Linked DNA regions of Mus musculus: all the other regions are linked to region 1. The links are chromatin contacts, called in public HiChIP or PLAC-seq maps. All regions are on one chromosome and are shown on one strand. The core of a region is the stretch at or near the end of the contact, and the rest is flanking DNA. Distances in the headings are between cores, read along the strand shown. Region 1 has its middle 17 kb from the start of Gm31889. Region 2 overlaps Rell1 (RELT-like 1). Region 3 overlaps Tbc1d1 (TBC1 domain family, member 1). Region 4 overlaps Tbc1d1 (TBC1 domain family, member 1).

What was found. HiChIP or PLAC-seq counts read pairs in DNA pulled down with a chosen protein or histone mark.
Region 2: an HNF4G HiChIP or PLAC-seq map of pancreatic cancer cells shows a contact between it and region 1. The contact joins two enhancer-like sites. A contact is called at or near these places in 1 of 39 promoter capture datasets (cranial neural crest) and 3 of 115 datasets of contacts at active chromatin or transcription factors (large pre-B cells, pancreatic cancer cells and stem cell-derived neural progenitor cells).
Region 3: a contact with region 1 is called in an HNF4G HiChIP or PLAC-seq map of pancreatic cancer cells. The contact joins two enhancer-like sites. A contact is called at or near these places in 7 of 484 Hi-C or Micro-C datasets (Sertoli cells, bone marrow-derived macrophages, brown adipocytes and 4 more), 6 of 115 datasets of contacts at active chromatin or transcription factors (cardiomyocytes, embryonic stem cells, fibro-adipogenic progenitors and 3 more) and 1 of 9 other capture datasets (embryonic stem cells).
Region 4: a contact with region 1 is called in an HNF4G HiChIP or PLAC-seq map of pancreatic cancer cells. The contact joins two enhancer-like sites. A contact is called at or near these places in 1 of 15 datasets of contacts at CTCF or cohesin (large pre-B cells), 4 of 484 Hi-C or Micro-C datasets (bone marrow-derived macrophages, cerebral cortex and nephron progenitors), 15 of 115 datasets of contacts at active chromatin or transcription factors (the SCID.adh cell line, bone marrow-derived macrophages, differentiating embryonic stem cells and 9 more) and 1 of 9 other capture datasets (embryonic stem cells).

Annotation. Positions count from the first base shown.
Region 1 is chr5:64,859,171-64,864,940 of GRCm38.p6, reverse strand. No RefSeq gene overlaps it. Among named protein-coding and RNA genes, the nearest start is that of Gm31889, 17 kb to the left of the region's middle. Within about 2 kb of position 2,915, at least 182 of the 459 cell types and tissues checked have an H3K27ac peak or open chromatin away from gene starts, as enhancers often do. A contact at or near this core is called in bone marrow-derived macrophages, fetal liver, kidney and 2 more, where this site is marked.
Region 2 is chr5:63,934,178-63,939,947 of GRCm38.p6, reverse strand. It overlaps Rell1 (RELT-like 1), which reads left to right. Exons shown (of 7, transcript NM_145923.4): 2 at 1,915-2,142; 3 at 3,854-3,925. Among named protein-coding and RNA genes, the nearest start is that of Rell1, 32 kb to the left of the region's middle. Within about 2 kb of position 3,042, at least 76 of the 459 cell types and tissues checked have an H3K27ac peak or open chromatin away from gene starts, as enhancers often do. A contact at or near this core is called in pancreatic cancer cells, where this site is marked.
Region 3 is chr5:64,193,993-64,199,762 of GRCm38.p6, reverse strand. The region is part of intron 2 of Tbc1d1 (TBC1 domain family, member 1); the gene reads right to left. Among named protein-coding and RNA genes, the nearest start is that of Tbc1d1, 37 kb to the right of the region's middle. Within about 2 kb of position 2,657, at least 74 of the 459 cell types and tissues checked have an H3K27ac peak or open chromatin away from gene starts, as enhancers often do. A contact at or near this core is called in pancreatic cancer cells and uterus, where this site is marked.
Region 4 is chr5:64,322,474-64,328,243 of GRCm38.p6, reverse strand. It overlaps Tbc1d1 (TBC1 domain family, member 1), which reads right to left. Exons shown (of 22, transcript NM_001310611.1): 17 at 3,635-3,793. Among named protein-coding and RNA genes, the nearest start is that of Gm43837, 53 kb to the left of the region's middle. Within about 2 kb of position 2,098, at least 129 of the 459 cell types and tissues checked have an H3K27ac peak or open chromatin away from gene starts, as enhancers often do. A contact at or near this core is called in bone marrow-derived macrophages, fetal liver, kidney and 1 more, where this site is marked.

The sequences.
Region 1 (5,770 bases), core at 1,666-4,165:
TGCAGCCCTTCTTTGGAGGCCTTGTTTACCTTCCGGGAGCAGGCAGGGTGTGGCAAGAACTTCTGGGTGGCGAGAATTACAGGGTGTGGTGAGAATGTTGGGTGTGGCTGCCCAGGCCAGGCCTTGAAGAAAGCTGCCAAGCAACAAGGCAGGGGACCCAGTGGCCCAGGTCTGACTGACTGTGGGGAAGTGGCTGGTGGTGTCTGCTGAGGCCTGGCTCTGCGGTAGAGTAACTAATGCCCTGACTCCCTCACTTGCCAAACACAATAATAGGGTAACAGACCAAGAAGGTACTTCACTCAGCATGGCCCTCCATAGCTTTCCTGTCATGTTAAAAAGTAAGCCCCAGGGGGCTTCGTGAGAGTCTTGGTGCCCACATTAACTATTTTTTTTTAAAGATTTATTTATTTTATTTATATGGGTACACTGTTGCTGTCTTCAGACAGAACCAGAAGAGGGCATCAGATCCCATTACAGACGGTTGTGAGCCACCATGTGGTTGCTGGGAATTGAACTCAGGACCTCTGGAAAGAGCAGTCAGTGCTCTTTACCACTGAGCCAGCCCCCCCTCCCCCGCCTCCCCCCCCCCCTATTCATTTTGGGACCTTGGTGAAATGGCTGGAGATTCTAATGTGACATGTAGCATTTCTTCCATCCAAGCTTTGGACTGAGCCTGGATCCATCTAGGATCAAGTGACCAGAGACCTTCAACCATCCATGAGAATGTTATTTTGGAGACTGTAGAAGCTCTGGTAGGGTTTTGGGGAGAGATGAGTCTGACCTGGGAGCCAGGAAGCCACTCTCTATCCTCTAACTAACTCACTGGATGAGATATCCACCCGGAATAAGATCCAAGGGAGAGACAGAAATCCACTCCATAGTTTTATTGTAAAGACCACCGGCCATATATCCAGATGATGTTCCAACTGGTAATAAGAACACATGCTCCACTATGTTTATAGCAGCCTTATTTATAATAGCCAGAAGCTGGAAAGAACCCAGATGCCCCTCAACAGAGGAATGGATATAGAAAATGTGCTACATTTACACAATGGAGTATTACTCAGCTATTAAAAACAATGAATTTATGAAATTCCTAGCCAAATGGATGGATCTGGAGGGCATCATCCTGAGTGAGGTAACCCAATCACAAAAGAACTCACATGGTATACACTCACTGATAAGTGGATATTAGCCCAGAAACTTAGAATACCCAAGAAGATACAATTTACAAAACACATGAAACTCAAGAAGAAGGAAGACCAAAGTGTGGACACTTCCCCCCTTTTTAGAATTGGAAACAAAACCCCCATGGAAGGAGTTATAGAGACAAAGTTTGGAGCTGAGATGAAAGGATGGACCATCCAGAGACTGCCCCACCCGGGGGTCCACCCCATAATCAGCCACCAAACGCAAACATTATTGCATACGCCAGCAAGATTTTGCTGAAAGGACCCTGATATAGCTGTCTCTTGTGAGGCTATGCCGGGGCCTAGCAAACACAGAAGTGGATGCTCACAGTCAGCTATTGGATGGAACACAGGGCCCCCAATGGAGGAGCTAGAAAAAGTACCCAAGGAGCTGAAGGGGTCTGCAACCCTATAGGTGGAACAACAATATGAACTAACTAGGACCCCTAGATCTCATGTCTCTAGCTGCATATGTATCAGAAGATAGTCTAGTCTGCCATCATTGGAAGAGAGGCTCCTTGGTCTTGCAAACTTTATATGCCCCAGTACAGGGGAACGCCAGGGCCAAGAAGTGGGAGTGAGTGGGTGTGTGTGGGGGGAGGGTATGGGGGACTTTTGGGATAGCACTGGAAAGGTAAATGAAGAAAATACCTAATAAAAATTAAAAAAAAAAAAAAAGACCTTCATCCTAGCTGCCTAGAAGCCAGTCTTCTTTCGGGATAGCATTTGAAATGTAAATGAAGTAAATACCTAATAAAAAAATTGGAAAAATAAATAAATAAAAGGGCCACCGGCTTAGGACAGGTCTGGAACAGGGAAGCTTCTGTAGAGACCAAGCCATTCACCCTCCCCAGGTATGGCTCAGACGTGTCCAAACTTCAAGCCCATGACCCACATGTACCCAGGATATGCGGGTCATATGTATGAATGCAGCCCAGCTCAAAATCTTAGTTACTTCAAGCATTCTAAGATCATTTACAATTAAAAAACAAAACAAAAAAAAAAATCAACTCTATTGTGTGGTTCTGGAGGCAGCGCAATCCCTGGGGTACTTGGCACCCCAGACTTTCTGGGGTTAGAGAAACACTGCAAGACCGTGTGAAGTTCCCATGTCAACTTTTTAGGGCTCCATGTTCACCCACACCCACAGCCATTGTCACCCAAAGGTTTTAAGCCCTATGTAAATGTTGATCACACAAATCTGTCTTCCCGGGCCTGACTGTCTGAGCGCTGTCTGGGGGTGCTCCAAGTTGCTACTTTGGATTCAAGCCAAAAAAGACCGAGTCGGTTGCATGAGAAAACAGATGGTCTACGACTGTAACAGCAACAAGGCTGGGAGTGAATCCCAGCTTTGAGGGCTTTCGTTTTGGGGATTTCTCTATCTGGAGAAGATATAAAATACAGAAAAGCACAGTTCTTGGTGCGTCCTGCAAGTGAGGTCTTACAGGGACCTCCAGTGTGGGATGGATGTTCCCGGAACAATAAGAGTGTGGAGAGTGACCCAGAGGCCTGGTGATGGGATTGAAGGTGGGCTAGCCTGGCTTTAGGGTCTTGTTGTAGGTGTAGGAGAAGCAGGTGTCGGACTTGAGGGACCTTCCAGACCTTGGCAAGATTGCGCAATGGTTTGAAGGAAACAAACTGGATGCCCCGCCAGTTCCCAGAACAGTCTGAGAAGCTCTGTGAGGACCTCGGACTCTTGTGGTTAGAGAGAGACTTCCGGACGAAGGCTTGGGCCTGGGAGTAGGAGTTTGAACTAGAGCTTGCTCCACCCCCACCCCACCCTGCTTCCAGGTATTACAGGGAGAACCAGAGGGCAAAGTCCAAACGGAGCTGAAGCATGAAGAAACGCTTTAGGAATCCACAGCCAGAAAGCATCCACTGTTTCAATTAGCTTCAGTTTGATTCGATCGGACAGCTATTCCTAAATGGGTACTGTGTGCCAAGTGCAGGGCTGGAATATAGCAACGAGGAGACAGACAGACCCTGCCACATGTTAGATTTCTAACTTACAGGGAGAGACAGACGAAAACACAAGTATGTTGCTATTTAGTTTTCAACAGTCCTGTGCGCCACGGGACAGCTGTGACATTGCCTCTAGGGACAGAGCTGCTTTGTGGCTCCCACCCCATCCGTGGATCTGCTGGCCCCAGAAGCAAAGTGGTAGCCAGTTAGCCACTGGCTCCTCAGCCCCTCCCTATACTTACTGCTTCCTCCAGCTCAGCGGTGATTTTGAAAGCTGGTTTTTTTTCTCTCTCTCTCAATCGAACCTGGTTTTTCCAGTTTCTCTTGGCAGAAACTCTGGTCTGCATCCTACACAGAAGTAGAAATCTCCTCTTTCACTTTCATGTATTTCTTTCTTGTTTGGTTGTGTGTGTGTTATTGTTATGTGTGTGTGGTGTATGTGTGTGTGTTGCTGCTATGTGTGTGTTGTTGTTGCTGCTGCTGTTGTTTTAAGACACAATTGCACATGAATGTAATATCTTTACACAAGATTTTAAAAGTACTTGGGACCACAAGAATCCTCCTTGCCCTTGCTTCCTTGAGTTCTCACTGCTGCGACTCTCTCCCAGGCCGTGTCATCCGTGACTGCCCTGTTCCTCTCTTGGAACTTTGGTAGCTAGGGAGAAAGGAGGCGGCTTAACCTGGTGGGTGAACTTGGCAGCAAGCTGAGGGCAAGCTCAGCTTAAACTTTCACTTTCTTGCTATCTGCAAGAAACACCAACCCTCCTCTGTGCATGCACCCCTCCCCCACGTGGCTAGCAGTAAGTGAAGGACTTCTTCAGCTTTCCCCACTGGTTACCTCTTTTAGCTGGAGAAAATTTTATGCAGCCCTGGATATACAAATATATAAAATAAGGATACAATCTAAACATGGACAGAAAATTAATCATAAAGAAATGTATTTTAAAGCAATTATTTGGTCTGTGTGTCATTTTGCCACTTGTTAAAGATGAGTGTAATCCTTTCCATCAGCAAGATGCATGCACTTACTTATTTTTACATAAATAATTAAATCTTGGCTGAATATTTGATGCTGCAAAACATAAACTATCTTTGACATTTTTTAAATCGGTTGATATTTTGATTTATAGCCATTAATGCCAAGAATTCCGCCCCCCCCCTTTGCATGCATATATACTATAAAAATGGAATACGTATGTTTAGGATCATCTTAGAAACTGTTGGAAACATCTTTCCTAACTCCGAGTCAAAATTCACTTAGTGATTTTTAAATAGAACCCAAGCCAGCGACTCAAATGACAATTTTAAAAATCAAATACTTTGGGCCAGTGAGACGGCTCAGTGTCTGACTGCCTGAGTAAGATTCTCTGGATTCACAAGGTAGAAGGAGAAAGCTGGTGCCTGCAAGTTGTTCTCTGACCCAGAATATGCTAGCGGCACATGCATACTCACCTACCACCACACATCCCATTCCTCCCCCATCCCAATGTGCGGTCCTGTTAGTCTATTCTAGACAGGGACTCACTGTGTAGCCCCCTGATGACCTGAAACTCACTAAGTAGGTATCTTAGTGTTTCTATTGCTGTAAAGTGATGACATGACCTTGGTAACTGTTACAAAGGAAAACAAGTCATTGGGGTTGGCCTACAGTTCAGAGATCTAGTCTATTATTGTCATGGTGGAGGGCATAGCAGTCCAAGGGGAATAGTTGAAAGTTCAGCATTTGGATTGACAGACAGCAGGAAGAGAGAGAGAGACAGAGAGACAGGGAGAGACAGAGACAGAGACAGAGACAGACAGACACACACACACACACACAGAGAGAGAGAGAGAAAGAGAGAGAGAGAGAGAGAGAGAGAGAGAGAGAGAGAGAGAGAGAGAGAGAGAGAGACTGGGCCTGGCTTGAGCATTTGAAACCTTAAAGCCAACCACCAGTGAAATATTTCCTCCAACAAGGCCATATCTCCTAATAGTGCTATCCCTATGAGCTCATGGTAGGCTATTTTCATTCAAACCACCCAGGCTGGCCTTAAACTCACAGGAATCCTCCTGCTTCTGTCTCTCAAGTCCTGGGATCTAAGGCAAGTGCCACCATGACAGACCCAATAATATATATATTATTTTAAAATTAAAGTCAAACATTCTAATATAATCTAAAAATGCACTAACTTGATACTTACTGAGGAACGATAGTGCAAATATATTTTAAAAGTCTTTGCTTTCTGTAATTAAGCTTTTATGTTTCCATAAGAACAGAAATCTTCATACACACAATTAAAATAGTGCAGTTCCTGATATGGATAACATACAGTAGTCTCCACTCTGAGCCAAGCTGTTTCAGTGACTGCTCACTGCCATGTGTGGCTACACTGTATTGGCAGTACACAGCATACACAGTGTATGTTCAGAGCCGAGGCTGTGAGGTCAGATGACAACAAAAGCAAGGGGAATCAGAAACAGGTCAGGTTCTCTGTGTGTTCGATTTTTCTGTTAAGTTTTTGGTCCTTGAACATCCAAAAGCCTTTTATTCCCATCCCTACATTCAGTCACACCTCTCCAAGTGGGATCACACTACAGTGTAAGAAGCTATGAATTAGAAGGATGCTGGACTTTCCACT
Region 2 (5,770 bases), core at 1,793-4,292, 930 kb after region 1:
GTAAAAATCGATCTTGGCTTTAATGCAGAAAAAGGTTTCAAGACAAGTCGGGGTGAAGCAGAGCCGGAGTTTATTAGAGAAATGTTTCAGCAGATTTTAAAACTAGAGAGATGCTAAGGGAGAAAGAAACATACAGGAGAGTACAGGTGTGGGCTTCTCACAGTCTCCATTTGTCTTTTCAATAGATACATATACCATTTGCGTGGTTTTGAAACTATTCACTTGCACAAGAGGTTCTTCAGCCAGAGAAGGGGCGTTTACAAGATTATAATTACTGAGGTAAAACTGTATATCATCAGATACTAGAAAGTAGGAGGGCTTGTTGTACAAAGCCTTGCTTAAGATCCCCAGAAAATAGGAGGGGAATGGAACTAGGCTCATATACCTTTAGGCCTCAATTCTGGTTATTGTAATTCCAAAATAAAATAAAATTATCCATCATCTATTCATTCCTCTGCCTATCTATCGTCTGTCCACCCACTTATCTAACCATCCACTCACCCATCCATCCATCCATCCACACATTTAGCTATCTGCTCATCCATCTATCCACTTACCCATCCTTCTATCCACCCCTCCACACACATCAACCATCCACACATCTATCCATGCACTCATCCATCTATCCATCATCCAAACATCCACCCACCCACCCATTCATCCATCCACTTATCCATCCATCCACTCATACAACCATCCACTCACCTATCCACCCTCTCATCCATCCATCCATTTATCTGTCCACGCATCCAATTTGTATGCCTGCAGCCTACACAGCATTGTTAGTTGTGCTGCAGTTCTTGCTTCTCATCTCAGGAGGGGTTTCAGTCAGCCTTTGGAGTGAGGGGCTCCTTTCTTCTCCACGGTCTCATTGTTTTCCCCATCTATCCTACCCCACAGGTTTTCTCTGCAGTCTGTATTCTCCCTTTCCTGTCCACTTGTTGTGGTGGTGTGCTCAGGCTTTCTCTGACTTACTTTTCTGAGGCCATATGACTATTATACTGTCTGCCTTTTCAGGCCGCCTCTGGGATAAGTTCATGTGATAGAGATCTAAAAGCAAACTTCTTTGTTCTAAACCACACCCTCGCCACAGCTTCCCTTTTCTTGTGGACTGGTCCCCAGTGCTCTTGTCTCTCGGTGCACGTGAATTTCTTGCATGTGACCTGCTCTGGGTGCCTGATGCTAGTGTTCCCTCTTCTCCTCTCAGCTCCCAGCAGTGGCTCACCACACAGCAGGCACACAGTATCTGGTATTTAGATCAATGAATGAACAAATACACACAGCCTTCCAGTTTTTCATTTGGACCTTGGACCAGAAATCTGAGGCCATCCCTGGTCTTTCCTCTCTTTGTGCTGTCATCATCTTAGTTCACTAAATCTTTCTGGAACATAAGCCACACAAGGACAAGATGTTTGTCTGTCTGCCTTGGTGTGGTGCACTTGCGTCTCTGGCATTGGACAGGCAAGAGAACGATCATTTGTGACTGCAAAAATACACTCATGTGTGTTTGGCCCGCAGCAACTGGTTTCATCTTCATAGAAAGATGTGCAGATATTGTGACTTGTCAGAATGATGCTAAAAGGTGGAGTTGGACTTCTACCTCATGTCTCCCGGGTCCTCACACACAGCTACTATGTAGTGTGCTGTAATGCCCCCCTTAACTCTTGCATGTGTATTCTGTGCAGTCTAAAACCCTGTGCCTCCTAATCCTCTCTTAAGAGATCTCATAGTTCAGGAGGTGACTTAGACTGTGTCAGCTCGAGCCTATGCTCGCACCCTTTATCCCCCTCTATCGGGATCCCCAGACCTGTGTACAGCTCGTAGCCTTTGAAGCACAAAACTTTGATGTAATGGAAATATTCCCAGAGCTTTGTCGCCATCACCTAACAGAGCCGTGTGTGTCCCTCTCTGTAGACAACACTGGTAGCCACACGTTACACTCCCGAGCAGAGACCACTCCATCGTCACCCACCAACAACCCTGGGAATGGACACCCGGAATACATCGCGTACGTGCTCGTCCCTGTGTTCTTCGTCATGGGTCTCCTTGGTGTCCTCATCTGTCACTTACTTAAGAAGAAAGGCTACCGGTGTACAACAGAGGCGGAACAGGAAGTCGAAGAGGAAAAGGTGGAAAAGATAGGTAAGTAACCTCTGCTTTAAAAGGAAATGGCTTGAGGAGTGGGTTCTAAGTGGAAAAAACAAAACTTCATATATAATCCATTTCTTTATGAGGAAAACTATTTTCTGCAGTAATCAGAGTTTGAAACCTTGCCTGCATTTATTGAATGCTTGCTGAGGGTTTACTTCAGAGCCTGGTAGCCCGGGACTGTTATTTGTATGGTATATATTTATTTCTAATTGTATTGACAGTGAATTTAATGAGGGTACCTTCTCTCCACTTTGAAGGGTTAATGTGAAATTTTGAGACAAGGTGTTTTGGTGATTGGCACTTACTCATAAGCCTAATCCTTGCTGTTACTTATTGAATCAAGATTCTAATAAGAACGGTAGGGACGTGAAACGGGTCTCATCGGGTTTGCTGTGTTAAGTATCACTGGAGGAGTTCTCATTGAAGTCCATGTGACTGAACTGTATATTATTAATGAATAGATGTTTGTCATAGTTCGGTAGAGCTGCAGCAAGAACTGGTGCTTCCATGTGAGTGTCAGGGCGCTCATCTTTCCCTCTGCACATATGTTGATAGCTTGTGGTGGGGTCACCTCCATCCACAGCATGTCTTCCTCACTGATATTCCTATCCAGTCCTGCCTGAGGGAGGTTTCCTGATGGGTCCCAGGACTGGCAGCTCACTCTTCATCCAGCTCAGCCCCTCTGTGCCATCTTTGCAGGGAGGTGACATTTGGAGTAGGTCACCCATGGAGCCTACCGGCAGGGAAGGTTTCTCAGTGGTGGCTTGCCAGCTTGCTGGACTGTTGGTTTTTCCACCCCCACTGACCTTTGAGGCTGGGGAACATGGGTGAACAGGATGAGTCACGCTCAGCGAATGAGCAAACCGGCCTTGAGTGTTTGTCAACAGAGCAGGGCCTCCCCCGCTGTTCCTTCTAACCCACGAAGCAGGCTGGCTCAGGCTGGCTCAGGCATCAGCCCCCACTGTGACTGTCCAAACATCTATAGGTCATAGGGGAGAAGCCTCCCTTGGGGTGCAGAGGACACTCCTGCAGGTACATGGGTGTGCTGTTGTCCCAGTCTGTACAATGTCTCAATCCAGTCTCAGCTGGTCCTGCTAAATAAATTATACAGATCGGTTTCCAAATGGAGGCTTGCCCCTCTTTCTCCGCCTGACTTGGCTGTCACGTGCTGGGTCCCCAAAGTAAACTGAGTCTGTAAACAAATAACCAGTGCCCAAATTTAGCTACCTTGTTTCAAAGGAAAAGAGAGTTTTATAAACATGGATGAATACTTAGTACTTACTTGTTCAGTTGAAACCATTAATCAGTAGGCCAGTTGTATACAGCATGTCTGAGATTCGATAAAACCTTTTCGTGATCCTTCTTCTTGTTTCTCCAGAGGGTTGAAGGTAATAAGGAAAGATAGGAGAACGTGGGGGCAGAGATACATGCACTCCTGTAGTGTCATGCAAAGCAAGGGGATGCTGGACAGTCCTGCGCCTTTTCTGTTTAATTTATAAATGCGTGTTCAGCCCAGGAATTCAAAAACGTGTGGCATCGGGAAGGTGGGGCTGAAGGATTAAAGCTAGACTCTTTGCACTGTGTGAGGGTGCTTAAACTTTCTGGAAGGTATTCGGCGAGGCCTTAGGCTCTCAGATAAATGTCTAGTTGACTTGTTGCAGGTGATGGATCGTAACGCCGCTCTGTCCTCTTTCTCTCTTAGAGTTGAATGACAGTATAAATGAGAACAGTGACACGGTCGGCCAGATTGTCCAGTACATTATGAAAAATGAAGGTAAGGATATCTTCGTGCTTTGGGGCATCTCAGTGTTATTTAAAAATCTCCTTAGAGTCAGAATTTGAATGGCTTCGCAGGGCTTTTACCTGAACTCTGTAACTCCTCAGCTTTTAGCACTGTCACAACAGGAGAGGTTGCCTTGGTGGTGTTTGGTGGCTTCAGCACAGCAAAGGGCCAGGAAGGTCGATAGCTTCTAGGCTGTGTATCACGTGACTTTATAAAGCCTCAGCTTCCTCCTATGGAGTGAGAGTTACATTACACAACTGTGTAGGGTAGCACAAGCGATGTGCTGGGAGTCATAAGGACTCACATCTTAGCTGGTTCTTGTGTTTCACATTTAAGGACATGAGTTTGAACTGGGAAGAAATTGAGGCATCCTGGTAAGAACTGGGGAGTGACGGCCAGGGCCCACGTGCCTGTAACACCAGCCAATGGGTGAACTGCAGGTTCAGTGAGAGAGCCTGTCTCCAAATAGGAGGAGAGTGATTGAGGAAGATGCCCACATGGACCTCTGCCCTCTGTGTGCACGCATATGAATATTCTCTCACGCATCACACACACACACACACACACACTTACTTTTGCCAGTTTAACCGCTTGGCCATTTGGAAGGGGGGAGTTGGGTAGCATCCGTGTCCTTTCTAAGAGCTACACCAGTGTCAGCGTATTCCAGAACTTCCTCGGCACCCCACTCTGAAAGATAGCTGCTTCTCTCCCTGTTCCTTCCTCCCCAAACCACCTGCAAAGGTGCTTTGCTTTCTGCCTCTATGTTTGTATCTTCTAGGCTATCCAGTATTAAATGTGGATAGAGCTTAAGCATTAGGGCTTAAGTATCTTTTTTTTTTTTATATATAGTTTCTTTTTTGAGATAGGGTCTCATGTGGTCCAGCCTGGCTTTGAACTCGGTATATAGCCAAGGATGGTCCTGAACCTCTGGTCCACCTCCCCTTATCTCCTAAATGTTGGGATTATAGGCATGCGCCACTATGCTCAGCCTATGAAATGTATTTTAAGGCAACTTTTTAAGAGAAGGATCCAATTGTTACTAAATGAATTAGGGTCTTTGTTCTGGAGGCTGAGGGTTGTCTTAATAGGATGATGTTTTCTGTTGCTATAACTGAGTACCCCAAGCTTGACGAGCTATAAAGAACAGAAGTTTATTTAGCTCATGGTTCTAGAGGCTGACAAGTCGACGTGTGGGGCCAGCATCTGCTTGGCACCTGGAGAGGGCCTTCACTGCTACGTTCTGAGCTGGAAACGTGACGAGACAGAGCAGTCATGTCAGAAAGAATCTGCTTTTATGAAAAAAACCACTCTCTCAGTAATCCACGAATCTAAGAATCCATGAGCAGGCCAGTGACCCAGTCACCCCAAGGCGACTCCAAATGCCAACAGAATGACTTTGGGGAGTAATGTTTCTGACACGTGAGTGAATTTTAGGACACACCCAAACCAGAACAGAAACTTGGTTCTTCGTGCTTTATCAGGTCTGTGGTACTCCTTACCCCATCTGCTGAAGTGCTACAGTGTCCACTTCTGTTGGCAGATGCCACCGTCCCATCACCAGCCTCTCTCTGGGACCTTGGTCCCCACACCGCTCAGCGAGAGCATCCACCTGGCCCCAGACTGAGAGCTGCACCTGTTTCCCAGCTGTGCTTTGTGTCCTTAGAACCAGCTTTATGAGAAACTGGTGTTCTACTCAGCTTGGAAGTGAAGGAAGGGAGACGCCAAGGGCTTTAGGTCCACGCGCTTCAAGCCTTCTGTCTAGTTCTAAACATTGTCCTGCTTTCAGCTTTGCAATGATATTTCTCTCTTTCAGTTTTGATAGTTTGCAAAAAAAAA
Region 3 (5,770 bases), core at 1,408-3,907, 660 kb after region 1:
AACTAACTTTTCAGGCAGTCAGGTGATGGCAGGTTAGGTCTAGAAGTTTACTTAAGCAGAAACTACCCAGAAAAAAAAATACATTTGGATAATTTCCTAGCAGAACTCTTCACATAGTTTATTCTGTGAAGGATTTCTGTGTAGGATGCTGTTCTCTTGGGTCACTAACATCTGACAAAGATAAAGCACAGTGGATACTTCCCTTCTATCAGAACCTATCTTGGCTTCCCCATAAATTGATAGACAGGGTCCCACCTTGATCAGTCTCAGACAGGTAATACCCAGGGCTTCTTAATATCACACACACGAAGCACCAGCATTGAGAGCCAGTGTGCTCCCTGCTTGTGGGACATCTGTGATTCCCTCTGAGTTACCAATCATCCCCACAACGGCACCTGGGCAAGCCTTGAGACTCTAACCAGCCATTTTATTCCCAAGTAAAAACACCAGAGCGCTCGCTTCATATACAAAGGGCAAGCATACCGTAACTGCTACGTCTAGCCCTGTATGACTCAAGAGATAATTCTTATCCAAGAAGCATCTAATAGACATGTGGATGAACTGTTACCAACGTATCATAATGGTTCTTTTTAGAATGGAATAGGACTAGGAATTGTGGACTCAACATTTCCTAATTTTTATGCCCGTCTGAGTTGATGGAAATCTTTATTCTAAGCAGTCCCCATAGTTCAAGTTTGTGAGGTCATTCAGTCTTAAATGGCTGTTCTAAAACAGGTGGAGGCCTGCCCGGTCCATTGATAAGTGCGAGGACTCACTTTCAGCAGCTCTCTAGCCACAGATGGATGCCTGAACTCATCTCACCCATCAGATATTCCTGTCTGAGGCTGCTACTCTCCCAGGGTAATGTCAAGTCACAGGGTTAATGAGAGCTGAAACACAAGAAGGGCCATGGAGCTGTAGCTAATGCCCAGCAGCTGCAGTGCCAGGGCAGCGGTGTCTGATAGCAAAGCCAGGGTGGTGCCCTTGCCAGGGTATCCCTGTGATGTAACCACGTCTGTGGTTTCTCCTGCCTGATGCCGACCCTTCATGGCTTGGTCAGACCGGCTTTGCACACGTCATGGTGACTCTGTGAAAAACCCTAGGATTCTTCTAAATGATTCTCTTTTCTACCTTTGTTGGTTAGTGTTGGTTTTTGGAGCTAAAGAATTTTTACATACAATTTGTTCATTCATTCATTCATTCATTCACTCATACAAGGAAGTTATGTGTTAACTGTTATGTGTTAAGGACAGTTCTAAGTGTGTGGGTCATTCAGGGAGCAAGATGGAAATCCCTCTCTTGAAGATTACAGTCTACTGAAGCCTATGATTTTCCTTGCAAATTTATGCAAGAGAGGCTTTCTGGGAAAGTGGCATGCAAGCTTAGAAATGGCAAGTTAAGTTAAAGGTAGCCAAACAGGGAGGGTACTGAGCGGTCTAGGTCACAGGAACAAAGGGAATCTGGGATGCTCTAGAACTAAGAGAGGCCATGGAATGTTATAGACTAGAGAAAGAGGATGACGTGGGCCTAGGATAAGGGGATATGAGATGTAAGCAACTGGGAGAGGTAGGGCAACTGGCAAAATGAGACTCAGAAGGCCGAGAAAATCTTACTAAGTCTCCATGGCTTGTTCTCTGAAGGGCAGAGCTATGCTAGACCATAAGTGGAGAGGGCAGCAGAAGGGCACATCACCAGATCTGCGGCAATGATGGTCATGCCTGGAGCTGGCTGCCTTAGACCTGGGGAAGACAAGGGTGGAAATGTGGAGACTGTTAAGGAACTTGCCCAAAAAGTCTAGATAAGAAATACAGTGTTGGGAGCTGGAGAGAGGGATCCGGGGGTTAAGAGCATTGACTGCTCTTCCAGGAGACCAGGGTTCAATTTCTAGCACCCATGTGGCAGTTTACAACTGTCTGTAACTCTAGTTCCAGGGGACCTAACACCTCCACATAGACATATGTGCAGATAAAACACTAATGTTCAAAAAATAAAAAATTAAACTAAATTAAAAAAAAAAAGAAATACAGTGTGGGGTTAGAGTGAAGTAAGGGAACTTTCCCAGTCTTTTCTTCTGCACTATAGCAGAGGTCACAACAGAACATAAGAGAGAGGCAGCTTGGGGCCTCAGAACAAAGACTCTTGGCTATCGTCAACTCAGAGCACACAGGCCCCGGAGCAGCAACTAGAGGATCCTTGTGCTAACCACTGAGCTTCGGGGTTCATTTATTTCTGCGGCACAGTTGAGTCTATATGAGGATGAGAGGGAGAAATGTCCATGTGACAGGACCCTGGGGAAGTAGCACAGGTGACCCCCTCTTACCCTGAACTCCTCCCCACAGAAACTGCAAGTTACCCTGGGTCAGACTGCCCTCTGCTCGCCAGGTTCTGTCCTACAGAAAGGAAACCCGTCTTCTGCGCCCTCGTCTCCCTTTTCTTGATACAGACTTCCTGACCAGTTAGCAAGCAAAGAAAACATTCCTCTTCCCCCGTCCCTCTCTGCCCCGCCCTGCTGTGGCCTTTGGCTTTCTCTCTCTCTCTCTCTCTCTCTCTCTCTAGTTTCCACTCTGGTTCTTGGACACAGCTCTGGCTAGCCTTGTTCTCAGTCCTGACCTATCCCTGTGACAGGCAGCCTGGACTAGCCTCTGAACATCCTACACTAGTGTCGTCCAAACCCATCCTGACTCATCCTGTATGTCTGACCTTGCTCCTGGACAGACAGCTGCCTAGCCAGCTGACATTTCTAGATTCCAGCAGTCTGGATTCTCATCTAACCACAGGCCAGCCCTGCAGCCCCAGTACACAGAACCACAACGCATGGTGTACCCACAGCCGACATTGCCTGTCCAGTGGTTCTATCCATTGGATCCAGAGGTCAAAACCAACTGGTCTTCTGAGTGTCTTCATTTACACAGAACACATGCAGTACAGGGGGCCTTGCTGGCTTTCAGTATGCTCTGTGTGCCCCACTTGCCAGGCTTCTGAGACATTTTTGGCCCTGCGTCAAAGATCAGGACTGGTCATGTGTGGTCTGTTGAAACATAGTTTTTCAAGACTAATAAGCCTACACAGAAACTCAAAGTCAAATAATAAATTGTGTCTAAAGAGCTGGAGAGATGGCTCAACAGTTAAGAGTACATACTCTTCCTCCAGAGGTCAAGGGTTCAGTACCAAGTACCCATGTTAGGTTGGGTGACTCACAACTGCCAGTAACTCTAGCTGGGCAGGGTGGGGTAGGGTAGGGATCTGATGCCCTTTTCTGGCCTCTGAAAGTACACACATACATAAATAATAAATAACTAAACAGGTTAAAAGAAAATCCCTCAAAAGACTATGACATGTCTCTTGGCTTAGACCCAGTTCTCAGAGACTTGGCAGACCTCACAGACAAGCCACCCCAGTGAAGCATGGTAAGGCAGCCTCCCATGGTGTAATCCACACAGATGCCAAGATCATGCCAATCTTGTCTTCAGAGTGCTCACCATTCACCATGCTGGGCATGGTCACAGCTTGCTGGATGTAGGGCAGATGCCAAATACTCAGCACAGATCTTCTCTTTTGTCCTTATAGTCTATCTAATGGAATCTGTGGTGCCCTCAGTTTACTGATGGTTAAACTTACATTTTAAATGTCTTTCTAGCTGCCAAGGAACACAGCCACAGCAAGAAAGATCTGTGGGTTTTTTAGGCATCGTGGCAAGGTCTGGAATCCCAGAAGGTAGGAGGGGGAACAGGAAGATATGGAGTTCAAAGTTACCCTTACTATACAACAAGGTCAAGGATAGCCAGAGTTACAAGAGTCCTTGTCTTACATAAACACACCACACACACACATACACCACACACACAAACACACACCACACACATACACACACACACTCCACATACACACAAGCACACACAAACACACACACACACCACACATACAAACACACACCACACACACCCATACTCCACATACACACAAGCACAAACACACACATACACATATGCCACACACACAAACACACACCACACACCCCCACAACACACTCCACACACACACACAAATACACACCCCCACACACAAACACATACACACACATACTCCACACAAACACATACACACATACTCCACACACACAAATACACACACACTCCACACACACATCCCCACACATACACACCACACACAAACACACACCACACACATCCACACACACACACACACACACACACACACACACACACACACACACATCAAGGGCTGGGGAGATGGCTTGGCATCTATAGACTCTTGTCCCCAAGCCTGAGAACCTAAGCTTGATCCCCAGGCCACATAGTAGGAAGAGAGAACAGACTCAGGTGAAGCTGTCCTCTGACCTCCACACTCACTATGGCTGCTGAGATCCCCCAACACAAACAAATAAATAAAAAATCTAGGTTTGTCCAGCTCCAGAGTCTACACAGACACACACACACACACACAGACACACACACAGACAGACACACACATACATTTTACCATTTTGCTCTTTATGTATGTTTATATAGGAAAACATGTACACAATATCTGTATATATATATGAATATGAAGATTGTATATATGTATATTTATATGTGTGTGTTTATAAATATATATGTATTGTGTGTGTGTATATATATATATATAAGCACAATATGTGTATATTTGTGTGTAATGAAAGGAATGAGTGGGGGGGGTTGTTTGGTTTTTTTTTTTTTTTTTTTTTTTTTTGGTCTTAGGTTAGAAGTCAGGTGCCATATCCCACTTTAAGCAAATGGTATCACATCTAAGATAATATGATACTCTAGAAATGTCTAGAATGATTTTAAAACTACATTGTATGTGAAAACCATTTACATGGAATTGGTGCACTCAGGGTGATATAGTGGTAGACTGGAAGCCATTTAAAATTGTTTTGGGGCCTGGAGAGATGCCAAATGGTTAAAGGCACCTGTTGCTCTTACAGCAGACCTGAGTTAGACTCCCAGCACTTCCATGGTAGCCCTCTTCTGGTCACAGATGGCTCAGCACACGTACAGTACAGTGACATACATGTGGGCAAAACATAGGTATATGTAAAATAAAAAATAAATTAAAACAATAAAGAAGAATTGCTCTGTGAAAGCCATATATGGTGGCACATACCTTTAACCATAGCTTTAATCATAGCCTTGGGAGGCAGAGGCAGATGGATCTCTGTAAGTTTGAGGCCTGACTGGGCTACCTAATAAGTTCCAGGCTACATAGACCCCAAAGAGAAGGAGGAGGAAGAGGAGGAGGAGGAGGAGGAGGAATAGAAGAAGCAGAAGGAACAGGAAGAATAGGACAGAAGGAGAGGAGAAAGAGGAGGAGGAAGAAGAGGAGGACGACAAGGACAAAGACGAGGATGAGGACAATGACAATGACGGTGAAGATGGGGGAAGGGAAGAAGGGGGCACCAGAAAGAAACTAAGCTGTTCGGAGAATCAGATCCTGGAGTGTAGCTCCAGTTTTGCAATTCCCAGCACCTCATGTTTCTGAGAGGAAGATTGGAGTGGGGGGGCTTCGAGACAGGGTTTCTCTGTGTAGCCCTGGCTGTCCTGGAACTCACTTTGTAGACCAGGCTGGCCTCGAACTCAGAAATCCGTCTGCCTCTGCCTCCCAAGTGCTGGGATTAAAGGCGTGCGCAACCACGCCCGAGAGGAAGATTTTAACGTCTTCTCAGGGTCGTTCTTACTCCCAAATCACACAACCCAGGAAAATTAAATGTCACACTGAATTCCCTCTTGCA
Region 4 (5,770 bases), core at 849-3,348, 540 kb after region 1:
CAGTATTTCTGGGCTGGAGAGATGGCTCAGTGGTTAGGAACACTGGCTGCCCTTCCCGAGGGCCTGAGTTCAATTCCCAGCACCCACATGATGGCTCACAACCATCTGTAACTGGATCTGATGCCTTCTTCTGGTATGCAGGTGTACACCCAGATATACATTAAATAAAGAAAACTAAAAAATAAAACAAAACAAAACAAAACAAACAAATAAAAAAAACCAACAGTATTTCTGACATCAGAAATGGTAGCACACCTATGCTGGGCTGAGGCAAGATGGTTTTAGGCTTGGACAGTGAGATCCTGACTCAGGAAAAGAACAGTAAAGCTACTGCAGAGAGACCCACTGAGAGACCCAAGGGATCTTCAAAGAGTCTACGTAGTGCCACAGCTTTACACATGGTAACAATCACAATGAGACTGTAAGGAGCTGACAGCGGCAGTTTCAGCTCCTGCTGTGACTTAATGGGATTCCTGTGTCTGGACTGGACTGTGTTCTTCCTACTAGTCCTCCCATCCCAGGGGAGGCTACACGGAGTCACCAGGTAGAGGCAGATGATTGCTGGCCAGCTAGGATGGGGCCCGGGAGAATGTCTGGGATCCCCAGTACCTTCCAGTAACAGTGTCAGAAAGTGAGCAGGAGCCCCAAACAGAAGGTAGGACTTTGGCAGCCCATGTTATCCACGCCTACAGAGCAGAGGGGAGAAAGGCTATAGTCATCAGAAGGTCAGAGCAGTCCATTGAGCTGGAGACAGAGAAAGCCCCATGGCACCTGCTGAGCCTGGCAGCAGCTTTCTCCTGGCTGGCTGCAGTCTATACTAAGGGAAAGGCAGAGGGCAAGATGTAAGAAAGCAGGAAACAGAGCCAGCGGGACAAGCAGTGAGGCTAAGGAGCTCTGCACAGAGCTGCCAAAGTACTTCCTCCAGTCCTTGGGCCACACAGTCCACAACAGGCTGGGTAAAGATGAAGCCAGGCCACAGCTGAAATCACATTTTGTAAACTAGAGAATATGACCAAACGATAAAGTCTACTGTTTTTATTCTTTGAAGGAACAAGTCTTACAAAAAGCTGTTACAAAAAGTAAAAGGCCAGTCTCATAAACCAAGAGACAGAAAGCAAACCACTGAAAAGCCAAAGTCCTTCTCCCCTGTGGTGTTCTTCCTCCAGCCGCTTACTGTAGGAAAGCTACACTGAAAGGCATGGACTGTGCCATCACTCTACACCACACACCTCTACTGGGCCCAGACCGCCACAGTACAGACGGAATATACACAACAGACAAGATACACAGTGTGGACTAAACAAAAGATGGTGACACATGTCATGGCCAGAGCTGGAGGCCTACCATGCTAGGCCTTATTTGATGTCGACTCACAGAAGAACAGGAGTCCTGCAGAAGGCTGCCAGACTTCACCACTGGGTCTAGGTCAGCAACCAGGATGTCTGGTTCACATAGGGACAAAATGATGCTGGCAGGATCCCTGGATAAACCCTAGGACCCTGGTGGAGGTAAGTCGCGACACAGATTGCTGCAAATAGAGGCTCTTCAGGCCCCTGGGAGGATGCTGGAGGTCATCCAAAGTGGAGGCCAGGCCAGCACTGGGCCAGAGGTGAGAAAAAAGGAGGGCCAACAGAGTGGGGGCTGTGTGCAGCTGGCCTTGGAAGCAGAAGGGAGAGGGTGGGGCTGAACAGGGGCAGAGAGGATGTGAATCAGGCGCTGTTTTCTAGGGGAAAGGCCAGTGAGCTGGGGCTCAGACAAACAGTGCTTCCTAGGGAGAGGGCTGGCTGGGGAGGGAGGGGGCAGGGGCAGGGGAGTGTGGCCAATCTGGACTTCATTCTCTTTCTGCAGAAAAGGGATGACATTCAAGCAGTCAGAGGCAGAGGGCTGACCTGTCCAGGAAGAGTAAGGGGAATGCAGACAAGAAGCCAAAGGAAGAAAATGCAAAACAGGGAGCAAAATTTCTTGTGTTTCCTCTCCTCCTGTGCCATGGGGGAGTGGAGAAGGCAGGAGAGAGACCTGCCACTCCTTTCCACACCCCTACCCCCAGGTCAGTTTTCAGTTCACCTCACAGAACAGGAACACGATGCCACTGTTCTGTTACCACACTAACAAATTCAGCTGCTGATAATGTACAAATATCCTCCACAGGGTCACCAGGCCAGATGGGCTTTGGCTGGAGATCGATTGGCCATGCCAGTCAGCCTCCCCCTTCACCTGCCCAGTACTGGCATCTCTTAGCACCATGGAGCCTGTAGGGCTTGGAAGTCTTAGGCTGTCAGAATGATGGTGGATAGGTCCCTGCACCTCTGCGCTGATGGCCATGCCACTTGACTGCTCAGTGCCTCGCCATCAACATGGCAAAGATACATTGAGTACCTACTATGTGTCGGGCACTGTCCTTGGAGTTGAGAGTACACTCTAATACAGCCCAAGTGCAGCCCATGGAGGGCACCATCCTGCTGAGCAGAGGTAGGGGCTAGGAGGGGATGAACACAGTTCTCATGCAAATTAGTTATGAGATCATGAACAAGTTATGTAACCTCTCTGCACTTGTCTATGTGTACTGTTGTGAAAATGAAAAGAAATGGATTGAGTAAATTTCATACAACATTCAACTCAAGGTAAAGTTAAGTGTTAGCATTAAACAATAACAGCAATAATAATAATAATAATAATAATAATCACTGCAGTAGTTGAGTACCAGGGAGAAAGAGTGTGGGTTAGGAAGGGTGGGCTTGGCCTGTGGGCGGAGAAGCTACAGTCAGGACAGTTCTGAGGATGACATTCAAAGCCAGCCCTGCAGAGTAGTCTGAGGGACTTTTCCAAGCATGAAGATACTGTGTGTGGCTCTGACTCCGGCCTGACCCAGCTCACCGTCTCCACTGCGGCTGTAACACGGGGAAAGACCCACAGAATGGGCAGTGCAGTGCACTGAGCAGAGACAGGCGCATGTCCTGGGGAGGGGGGACGACATCCTCAGCATCCAGAACTGGCCTTCGGGAAGGCCACGGAGCTAGCTCCCCCCAGCAGAGACAGGCCTTGGGAGCAAGTAGGAAGGCAGGGCTCCATCGCTGCTCAGCCACCAACAGTCAGAGGGTCTCTTGTTCCACATAATTACATTCTAAGTCAGCGAGGTCTTTTCCATGGAAACTGCAAATCCAATACACTGCTTCCTTTCTGCGTTTTAAAAGCTATTCCAGAACCAAGGCACTGCCCACTTTCCAAGACGAAACTGCCAACACACAGTTTTCTACAATTATTCTGACAAGTTCTGTTTGTACACCACAGCCCAGAGACTGCTTCTAAAAGCAAACCAAGCTTGTGTGTTTCTCCTGTAGCCAATCCAAGCCGATGTGTCTCCCAGGTTGCTCCTTCAGTGTACTGTAAAGCATCCCTTGGAAAATATGAATTACTGAGCTGAACCAGAGTTCTGTGTCAATGAACAGACTTAATGACCACTCAAGGCCTCCTCACACCTACAACATGCCAAGCAGAACAAGCCAGCCGCCAGGCACGAAGGGAGCCCGCGTATGCTCTCAGAGGGCACCTGTGATCACTAAATGACCTGGATAGTCTCTCTACACTCCTCAAGGGTGGGGCATTCCCTCTTGGCTCTGGGGCGGGGTGGACTCACCGAGGTCGATGAGAATGGCGTGCTGCTGCGAGGTCAGCTTCTTCAGGAGCTCTTTGTAGGGCACGTCCTTTGGCTGCTGTTTACTAGGAAATGGGTGTTTAAGGTGGAACTGCTCAGCTAGAAATTTCCAGATCTCACCTCGGTGATGACGTGGCACACCTTTAACAGAGTGAGTGGAAAATATTAAACCAGGCTTTATACACAGAACTCAGCTCATTGATTAAAAAAAAAAAGAGTTGTGCCTTTTTTCATGACTGCAAATTCATTGTGTGTACAGACATTCAGGGGCATGTGGGTATGGGTACACGTGGACATGGAGGCCGGAAGACAACCTCAGGAACGCCATCCACTCACTCACTTTAGTTAGTTAGACATGGTCACTCACCAGGCTGCATTCCCCAGTCAGCCCCAGGGTTGTACCTACCTCTGCCTCCCGCATCCCGAGCACTGGGGCTACAGCAGGCACTATGGCTCCCAGGTTTCCTGTGAGTTCTGGGAACCAAATGGAGGCCCTCACACTTGCAAGGCAAGCACTTCATGGACTATGCCACCCCTAGTCTCCAATTACGGGATTCTTGAGTTATGGCAGGAATCCTGACCCAACCCAAGCCAACCTGAAGCCAACCAACAATGCTCCGAGGCAATGAAAGGAAGATGCACATGTCTCAGAGCAGGAAGAGAAGCAAAGTGAGGTAGAGCTCAGGGGAAAGAGCTGGCCCTCTGCATCTCAGCAATCAGGAGCTCACAGCCTCCGTCATGCAAGCAACCCTTAAAGGTGAAGGAAAAGGGAAGAGAACTGTCCAGAAGGAAGGTATCTTGAGTGAGTCAGGGTACCTTGGTCAGTGGTTGGTTTTTCTCCACCCTGTAGATCAGCTTGGGAGAACTGTAAGGAAGGGCCCTGTGCTAAGCAACTGCATTCCACACTTTCCCTAAACGTTTACCTCAGCATTAACTTGAAAACTCTGAGCAGGGAATGAAGAGTGGGCTTCTAAAGGCTACATCCATCTCCTCACCCCTGGAACCTCTAAAATTGGCCTTGTTTCTGCAGATGTGGCTAAAGTCAGGACTGAGGATGACGTCATCGTGACTAAAACCTGGACTTTGTATCTTAAGACAAATGTCCCTGACAGCAGCACCCAGAGGAGGAGTTGAGAAGAGGAGCCAGTGTGCCCATGGAAGCTGAGGAAGACAGCTTTGAGGCGGGAAGTTACACAAGTATAGTCTGCTACAGCCAGCAGAAGCTGGGCCCAGGTAGAGTGGGGCTGACATCCTGACTAGAGACTTCACAACTGTCAAAAAAAAAAAAAAAAAGATAGCTGGGCAGTGGTGGCGCACGCCTTTAATCCCAGCACTGGGGAGGCAGAGGCAGGCGGATTTCTGAGTTCGAGGCCAGCCTGGTCTACAGAGTGAGTTCCAGGACAGCCAGGGCTGTACAGAGAAACCTGTCTCAAGAAAAAAAAAGAAAAAGGAAGGAAGGAAGGAAGGAAGGAAGGAAGGAAGGAAGGAAGGAAGGAAGGAAGGAAGACAAAGAAAAAAATGTGTGCATGTGTTTTGTAACTCTCAAGAAAGAAAGAAAGAAAGGAAGGAAGGAAGGAAGGAAGGAAGGAAGGAAGGAAGGAAGAAAGAAAGAAAGAAAGAAAGAAAGAAAGAAAGAAAGAAAGAAAGACAAAGAAAAAACGTGTGCATGTGTTTTGTAACTCTCAAGGTTAACTTTCTATTTGATCATTCTGGGCATGTGTGCAGCACACATGAATTACTGTCACTCACACTTTTCTTCCCAGTTTTTACAAATGTTTCATACAATCCACTCTGATCATATTCTTTCCCTTCAACTCCTCTCAGAACCTCCAACTCTGCTAACTTCATCTCTCTCTCTCTCAAAGTAAAAAGATACACACACACACACACCTGCCAAAATAAAGCAAGAAAAAAAAAGCAGCAGCAGGAGCAGCAGCTAAGAAATAACAAGCCATAGGAAACAAAAACCTCTCCAAACCCATGGAGTCTATTTTTGGTTGGTCACCTGCTTCTGAGCATGGGCCTGCCCTGGAACTTGACTGATACACCATTGGAGAAAAGTGATTTCTCCTGGGCCAGCAGTTCTCAATTGCAAATAACATCTTGGTTAGAGGTGGG